2 separate regions of the Mus musculus genome follow, and region 1 is linked to region 2. Evidence: chromatin contacts called from public HiChIP or PLAC-seq data. All regions are on one chromosome and are shown on one strand. Each heading gives the region's core, a stretch centred on a gene start, on an enhancer-like site or on the middle of the called end of the contact. The rest is flanking DNA. Distances are from core to core; before and after follow the strand shown. Region 1 overlaps Runx2 (runt related transcription factor 2). Region 2 has its middle 27 kb from the start of Runx2os3.

Region 1 (4,039 bases), core at 821-3,320, 120 kb before region 2:
CTACTCTCAAGGAGAGATTCAAAATACCCGAGTCTATGCTCCCTGCAGGACTTTGTTCGATGTGGCTGGCCACCTCCCCCTGCCACGTTGGGAGAATGGAGAAGCCCTGGAGAACCCTGCTTTGGCCTCAGCATTCTAATCCCTTTCCCACAGGTGCAGGGCACGGGGAGGTAGCACCACCTCTCTCTGCTCGTCTCTTCTCTTCAGTGTCTGGGAAGTCACTGTGTTTGAAGGAAGCCTTAGTATGGTGGTTTGTGTAGCTTGTGACCTGGGTCCTGAAGACAAACTGCTTCTTCCTCCTGTTTTACAGATTTCCAATGGTCCCCAATTGCATCAACAAATTTTGTTCTCTAAAGAGGCTTTATTCCTCTGTATTCTTTTTTTGTTGTTGTTGTTGTTCCTTCAAGATTTATTTTTATTTATGTGTGTGCGCATGTCTGTGTATGGGCCTGAGCCTATGGGTGTGGGCATTTGCAGAGGCCAGAAAAGGACTTTGGAGCTTTTGGGGCTGGAGTCACAGGTCATTGTGAGCTTCCCAGTGGGGGTGCCTGAGAACCCCAACATGGTCCTCTGCAAGACCAGTGAGTGCTCTTAGCTGCTGAATTTTCCCTCCAGCCCTTCCTCCATATTCCTGAGACATGTCTGCTGGCAGAAGTTTTACCTTACTACACTGAAGGCAGGGGTCAAAGCAGTGTCTCCTTGCTCTTTGTGTAGCTCTATTGGGTTCTGGGCTGTCCCCCAGGCCTATGAAGTGCTGGAGAGGACTGGAGGGTTAAGGCTTTCTCTTCCTCATTCCAGATAACATCTGGGATGGCTCACCCTTCTTCTCTGCCATTACTTTGTATCCTTCTTGAGCTTTTTCTGATGGCTGGCCGTGACTTTTGCTTGCTTAGGAATGGTGGATGAGTATTTAGAGACTGGTCACTCGTGAACAGAGGTGGGCGGGGACAGGTAAGCTGTGTCACATGGATGAAGTGTAGAAACACTTTAAGATTATGTGCTGTTTCTGGGAGAGCTTCCTATCTCTACATCCCTGCTGTCTATGAAGGCATTTCCTGGGCCCTGTACTGATGCCAGTAGCCTGAAGTCTAGTTTTCCCTGAGAAACATGAATAAAAAGCCCTTAAGTTCTCCCTCTATGTCTCTGCCTGCCTGCCTGTCAGTCTATCTGTCTGTCTGTCTCTCTTTCTCTGTGTCTGTGTGTACATATTCATGTACACACATGTGTGTGGGGTGCATGTACACATGTAAGTGTGTATGTGTGTGTGTCTGTGTGTGTGTGTCTGCATGCACATGTGTAGGTAACTGTGTGGTGGTGGGTGTACATGCTTACATATGAATGTGTGTGCGTGTGTGCATATAGCACAAGTGTGTGGGGTCTACATGCACATTTGTGAGCGTTGTGTGAAGGTCAAAGGTTAATGTCGTTTCTGAGGCCAGGTCTCTCACTGAGTCTGCAGATGAGTCCCTAGGATCTTCACGGGTCTTCCACCTCAGCCCTGGCACCTCAGGCCTGCACTGCTGTGCTCAGCCTTTAATGCGGGTGTGAGGAACTCTGCACTCAGGCCTCAGGTTTGTGTAGCAGGCCTTTACTAATCAGACCGTCTCCTCAGCCCTAAGCATTTGACTACTAGATTTTCACCTGGCTTGCTCACTGTTTTCCAAGGTCCCCAAGCAAAGGAAATTACAGGCAAGTTCCATATTTTGATATTTGCAAACTTGCATCTATAAAGAGCAGCTTGATTGGTATAGATGCCAGTCATTTGGCCCCCTACTATATAAAATATTATTTTAAAATTCTAGTAACAGCAGGAAGATCCCTTCCCGTACTCACCCCCTCTCTTTAAGGAAACAGTGCTGGTGGAGGTTGGCCCTGGTGTCTGGTAGAATTTGGTGGAATGTGCTCTCTAGAAGAGCAGTTTTAAATCTCTTTCAGTACTTTTCTTTCTGTTGTTGACTGACTGTCAGGAGCTGGGAAGGTGGCCAAGAAGGAAATGACACATCGAGAGGCATTTTGCGTTGTGCAAGAGTCTGGGACTGATGCAAGGCTATATGGCCTGTTTACACATTCCTTCGCTAGCAGACTGCATGGCAGTAATTTAATTCAGGAGCGCATGGCATGCTGCAGCAAGGAGCTATGGCCTTAGCATCCTTTCATGGCAAATTATCACAGCCGTTAAAACATGCTCATGTCCCTCCTGTGCACTCCCCTGGCTACCCCCCCCCCCCCCCCCGCTAGGCTTGCTTTCTCATCGCCTGGGACTGGAGTTAACAGCAGCCTTGCTGGGGAGGCCCACTTTCCACATGCATCCCATCCCAGTTGATGGATTTATTTCTAACTAAATATAGCATTCAAATGATACGTGTGTTCTAGGGTTCTCAATCCACACGCAGGCTCCATTCGAATGTGTCAGTACTTTCTCAGGTCAGGAACGGTTTGTTCTTAAAATAGTGCTAGGGACTGAAAAAAAAAGATTGATTTTTTTTTAAAATGGGGAGGTTTCTTATTTATGAAAATGGCTTTTCTTTCTTCTGAGAAACAACTTGTGATAGATCACTGAGAGATCCCTTGCTTCTGTTTTGGGTCATGTAGTATTTTACCCAGTGGCTACTTGATTTGTATAGCATAGTTTATACTGACAGATGATAGTGGGAGAGAGAGTGATTGTTTTACTTTTTTTTTGTGGCCATAATTGTTCCTAGGTAGGATTTTCATATTGATGACATTTATGCTGTCAACTGAAGCATGGCTTTCCCTTCACATAAAATTCACGTGTAAGTTTTAATTGGGGCAACTTATGGGAACGTAATTGTTCTTGACTTTGAAGTGATTTGGGAAGCAAAGAGAACATAAAAACACTGAGTTCTTAAGGATTAATACGGCCTTTATAAATGATGGTTAAAAGAAGAGACTCTTTATGATGTGGCGCCCAAGTAGCAAGTGAAAGGCTACCCTGTGCTTCTGGTAACCTCTCTACTAGTCTGCTGTTCTCTACTAGTCTGCTGTTCTCTGGTGCTGAAAGCCTATTTGCTAGTAGACCAAAGCCTTTCCGTTAAAAATTGAAGGTTGAGGCTTTAACTTATAACATCTCCAGAAACAGTTAAGTCAGGCTTGTGTTCATGAGCAAAATAAATAAATAAATAAATGTGATGGGAACCTCCTTCTGTAGGAGCAGAGTTCAAGGCAGAGAGGAAGAATTGCTGAGTGATTTCTACTTGCCAAGGTCTTGGCAAGTAAGATGTAGAAAGTAAACAGAGACAGCCAGAGTGCACGCATCATAAGTCTCTGCTCCTCTTGGAGACCTCGGACACCAGCATTAAGCACCGTCGTTGGCTGTGGGTCGGTTCTCACAGGGGGCTGAGTGTACTGTTCATGGCTGGTACACTACTTCAGAATATGTTTTTGTTATTGTTGCTGCTGCTGTAATTTTAAAGTAGGAGTGGTTTTTTTTTTTGTTTTTTTTTTTTTTGTGGTGGTTGTGGTGGTGGGGCGTCTATATTTTGAACTTACCTTCTCTTGCAAAGATTTCCTGCCATAGAATTTTCCTTGTCTAGTTTTATTCTAGATACACATGGCGCCTCTTCCCCTCCGAGGAGGAAAAGCATTCTGTAATTCTTTCCTTTTGCTGGTTACATTCACCAGTGTAGTGTTCATAATCTTCTTAACAAATTAATCATGCTGTCTGTCCTTGTAAAGAAAAAAGGTCTACATGTTCTAAACTGCAGTTGCCATACTTCCTGATGAGTGACATTCTAGTTTGCCCTTATTTCAGACTTTCAGGATTAGTCCCCAGTGGTATAACCTGTTATACTGACCTTACATTACTGGTGACAGTCATTGATCTAGTCACCCACTATTCTGGCCTTGCTTCCCATTCTCTTAATCTAGGTCCTTCTGTGTTCCCTCTGATGACAGCCTGTGGTGTCATCAGGGTAGTTGGTGCTCAGTTTTTGTTTCTGAATGTCAGCAGTTGGGTGAGCCGGCTTCCGCGAAGTACTAGAGGTGATCCATCTATCTGAGATCCACACTCCTAGGTAGT
Region 2 (4,169 bases), core at 1,235-3,734:
TCCATTTACCTTAGTTTTTATATGGTGTCTTGTTAGGGCTCTGTGATTTTTAAATAAAACGTGGTTCTGTTTTCAGGGAGGATTGGGAGGGAGTATTTATTACACAGAGCAGCTAACTTTGGGCTAAGTTTGGGGCATGGGAGAGCCAGGGTCTGGACATTATAGTAACATGGTAACGTAGTATCGTAGTAACATAGTAACATAGTATCGTAGTAACATAGTAACGTAGTAACATAGTATCAGCCTTTGAGGCCCTTGGGTGGCGGTGGAGTGGGAATCATTTTCTATGGAAGCTACTCCTCAGCAGGAGACCCAGAATCTTTCAAACCCTCCACATTCCCAGTCTCTAGCGCACACCCCTATCCCAGGACGCATCTTACTTCTTTCGTTTGTGTTGGGAGATATCCAAATCTGGCACCAGGCAGCCCCAGCTTGCAAGTTGGGCAGGGGGAGCAGCCTGACCCAGATCTAGAAAAAGCCCTCCCTGGGATGCTGACTGCTACCTTTTTCAATCCAGACTTCAATCCATATTGTCCCACAGGGTAATCGTTTTAAAATGGCAAACAATAAGAAAGGCTTCCTTCAATTTTGCTTCCAAGTGGCAATGTATCTACATAAGCTATAGGTAAGAATGTGAATTTTCTGCTTTAAGATTAAAAAAAAAAAAAAGTTGGTGGAGCCCGTAAGTGTGTTCCTAAAAGATGAAGTACGGCCTTAGATTTCCTTTCAAACACTCTATGCCTCTGTGGGATGGACACCGTGAGACAGGACTGGATTGCTATTAGCCCCCATCTGAACAGGTAGGAGGTGGTCTCTCTTGTTGGGATCCTTACGGATCTAAGGATGGCTTCAGGATGAGACTGAAACAGGAATGTAGAATACAGAAGCCAGAGGTGGCCTAGACCCTTAGAAAGATTCCAGTTGTTTAGCCCCAAGGGGAGGGGTCTTTGTGGTCTAGGGAGGGTGTAATAGACCGTTGGGACCAGTAAAGTTTAATCATTTAATAGGTTAGTGACTTCGATCATTTTTATGTTTAAATATGCACTATGAAATTCATAGGATTTGTAAAAACAAATAGGACTTTGAAATAGTCTTATAGCAGATCACTTTGGGCCAAACTCAGACTAACTCCCCATATCTAAAGCAGTAGGTGGTTGCAACTGAAAAAAAAAATTGGTAAATCTTATGACTGTTTAAGACACATGCTAGGAAGCCTATAAGTAACGTCCTGTAGAATTTTCTCCCCCTTTATCATCCTTGTATTCATCCAGCTACTCCCACAAGCCACCGGGCCCCTCCTCTGCAAAGGCATCCTGTCTTTGACCCTGGTTGCTCTGACATGGTGAATGTAGGCTGACCTGTATGTACGTAATCGTAATGTGACAATCCATTACGATTACGTTGTACCTAGTGCTAACTATGAAATTACATCATGGCTTAGTGGTCTCAAACAGCAGCCATGTATTTTTAACAGTTCAGCTCTGTGGGTCAGGGTTGTTGGCAGAGCTCAACAGGGTGGTTTTGCACCACAGGGGATTTTGCTATTGTCTTGTTCTTGGCTGTATTCAGCTGAGGCTGGACTGGCAAATCCAAGAAGCTTTCTCTTATGGGATGGGCCTAGTTCTTAATAGGATCTTTCTCCTCCCCTCACCCCCCACCCCTGTTCCTCCTCCTTTTCAATCTTCATTTCTCCTCTTCCTTCCCCTCCTCCTTTTCTTTCTCCTCCCTTCTCCTTCTCCTCATCTTCCTCTTCTCCTCATGCCTGGAATTCCACACACTGTGGTGGTCTTAGGGTTGTCAGAGTTCCTTCATGGTAAAGGTTTCCAAGAAGCACAAAGATAGAAACTCTAGACCTTTAAGGTCTCCTCTGGAGCGAAGACTACTTCTACTGTGCTCATGTTGGTCAGAGTCTGTCACATGAGCCAGCCTTGAGTTATGGCAGGAGAAACAACTGCCCCTTGTAGTTGAATCCCTGTGAAAGTCCGTTCTCAATGATCCATGTCAGAGCTTCCTGGGACTTGAACACTTAATAACTACCCCTGTAGTATCAGTTACAGATGTGCAGGGAAAAGAGAGCTGAAGGAGGAAGCACCCCTACCCAGCCAGACATCCCTTCATCAGAGTACAAGGGCAAGAGCTATCTCTGTAATGCAAAAGGCCTGTGCTATGTGGAAATGAATGGGTCCCGAGTGTTTTGATAAAGGACTCATTATTTGCTCCCTTGAGTCCTTCGATGAACTAATAAGTAGGTGTCAAATAGTTGAGGGACCTTATTAAGGAGACAATAACAGTGTACACCCCTTAACAGTTTCAAGCTCTGCAGGTAAGAGCTGGGTGGCAGGATTCCTCTAGAAATGCCTTGGGCACCTAGAGGCAGTTGGGTTGGCAGGGCTGGCCTGCTGTCACTCAGACACTCAGCAGGGTCCAAAGAGCCACCTTTTCAGGGAAGCAGAAAGAGAGACTCCAGAGAAAGAGGCTATTGTTTCTCAGCAGTCAAAGCAGCTGATGAGAGCGCATAGGAATGCAGTTTGGACCTTCCCTTCTAACCATGGCAGATTACCGACCACGGAATGAGATTCTGCAAGATTTGGAACACAAGGCACAGGACTGGGAAACAAGGTAGAAAGGAGATTCAGCATCTTCTGGCGGTGCCCATGCTGAATGCACAGTTCTAACCCACTCCCAGCTCCAGTTATGGGGGTCACCTCGCCAGGTCTCACGTCCTCATAAGAGCCACGGGTATGTGGTTCTCACGGATTTTTTTCCCCCTTAAAGAATACATGAAATGATCTCAAAGGTATATGTGGTACCTGGCTGTAGAACAAACACATGATGAATGCAGGCTTCATTCTGACATGTTACAAAAGGAAATCTTAGAAATCGTTAAGCCCAATTTATAAATGACCACAAGGAGCCCAGTGATGCTGGTCAATTATACACGTTTAAATGACATCTTGGCAGATCCCTTTATCCCAGGCTCCTCTGCCTGCTTCAGAGATGTCGAAGGCCCTAAAGGATGTGTGTCATGGTTTCACATCAAGTGACTTTGGGCATAATATATTCCACGTGACCCTAAGGAATGTGGACTGGCCAGAAAGGGACAGGTTAGCCTAAGAAACAAAGGAAAACATTAAACAAATAAGCAGGTCCAATTAAAATATTAACAGATATCAACATGAAAATCTCCCAAGTTGCAGAAGAGTCCTCTCTCTTCGCAGCAATTTGTTTTTAGAGTAAAAAAATTATTTTAAAGGACAAAGTTCTAAACAATAAAGTTTAAAAAATATAGAAAGTCTGTTTTTCCTGGCTGACTCTTTCCCTCTACGGCCAGGTCTACTGCAGATAATTTTATGTGTGACCAACATTGACTCCCCCTTTCCAGCTAACCCGGGGAATCGATGTAGGGACAAGGAGTGAGGGCATTTTGGTCTATGGAATTCAAGTTTTCCTGTTCAGCAGCGGATCATGGAGCCTGGATTCTATGAGATCGAGGCTTTGCTTTCTCTTCCTCTGAGCTTTTTATCCAGTTAGGATAAAAGCAATATCTAATGCTCACAGGTTCTGAGGGTCACGGATTTGAACGAACATAGCACGGGTGTAAATACTGCTTGACCTGAAGACCCGAACTCTTTTTGAAGCGGTCCTATTTTTTTTCCCCAAAGCTAGGCATGTTGGTGCGTGTTATCCTAGCACTGGAGAGGCAGTGATGTGAAGATCCCCAGCCAGGCCTGGCCTCATGCTGAGCTTCAGGCCGGTAAAAGACTGTCTCAAAGAAGGTAGATGACATTCCTAAAGGAAGACACCCGATGTTGTCATCAGACTTCCATACATACCTGAGCACACCTGCACATCTGTACACAGCACACCAGCACACATGCACACATACACCAAGAAGGGGGCAGGAGGAAGGAGGAGGGACACAGAGAGAGAGAAGGGTGCTTGAAAGTTGCGACTAGAATCTTCTGAGGAATCTTCAGTCACTGCTAAGTACCTGGGCAGAGATGACTGAAGGAGGGCCACAGCTGACATAGAGCCTTCTATTAGACTGCTTCCGTGGTGGACCTCTAGAACAAATGTCCCAGAAAAACCATATGACAATTCCTCAGAGGTCACCTGACTTACTTTCTCCATATTACATTGGTCAAAGAAGTCACATGTGTACCCCAAGT

The links. HiChIP or PLAC-seq counts read pairs in DNA pulled down with a chosen protein or histone mark.
Region 1: a CTCF HiChIP or PLAC-seq map of the NIH/3T3 cell line shows a contact between it and region 2, with 19 read pairs. The contact joins two enhancer-like sites. A contact is called at or near these places in 1 of 15 datasets of contacts at CTCF or cohesin (the NIH/3T3 cell line), 3 of 115 datasets of contacts at active chromatin or transcription factors (the HPC-7 cell line, embryonic stem cells and pancreatic cancer cells) and 1 of 9 other capture datasets (embryonic stem cells).

Annotation. Positions count from the first base shown.
Region 1 is chr17:44,708,047-44,712,085 of GRCm38.p6, reverse strand. The region is part of intron 3 of Runx2 (runt related transcription factor 2); the gene reads left to right. Among named protein-coding and RNA genes, the nearest start is that of Runx2, 27 kb to the left of the region's middle. Within about 2 kb of position 2,070, at least 161 of the 459 cell types and tissues checked have an H3K27ac peak or open chromatin away from gene starts, as enhancers often do. A contact at or near this core is called in the NIH/3T3 cell line and pancreatic cancer cells, where this site is marked.
Region 2 is chr17:44,586,491-44,590,659 of GRCm38.p6, reverse strand. It overlaps a transcript of Runx2 not described here. Among named protein-coding and RNA genes, the nearest start is that of Runx2os3, 27 kb to the right of the region's middle. Within about 2 kb of position 2,484, at least 49 of the 459 cell types and tissues checked have an H3K27ac peak or open chromatin away from gene starts, as enhancers often do. A contact at or near this core is called in the NIH/3T3 cell line and pancreatic cancer cells, where this site is marked.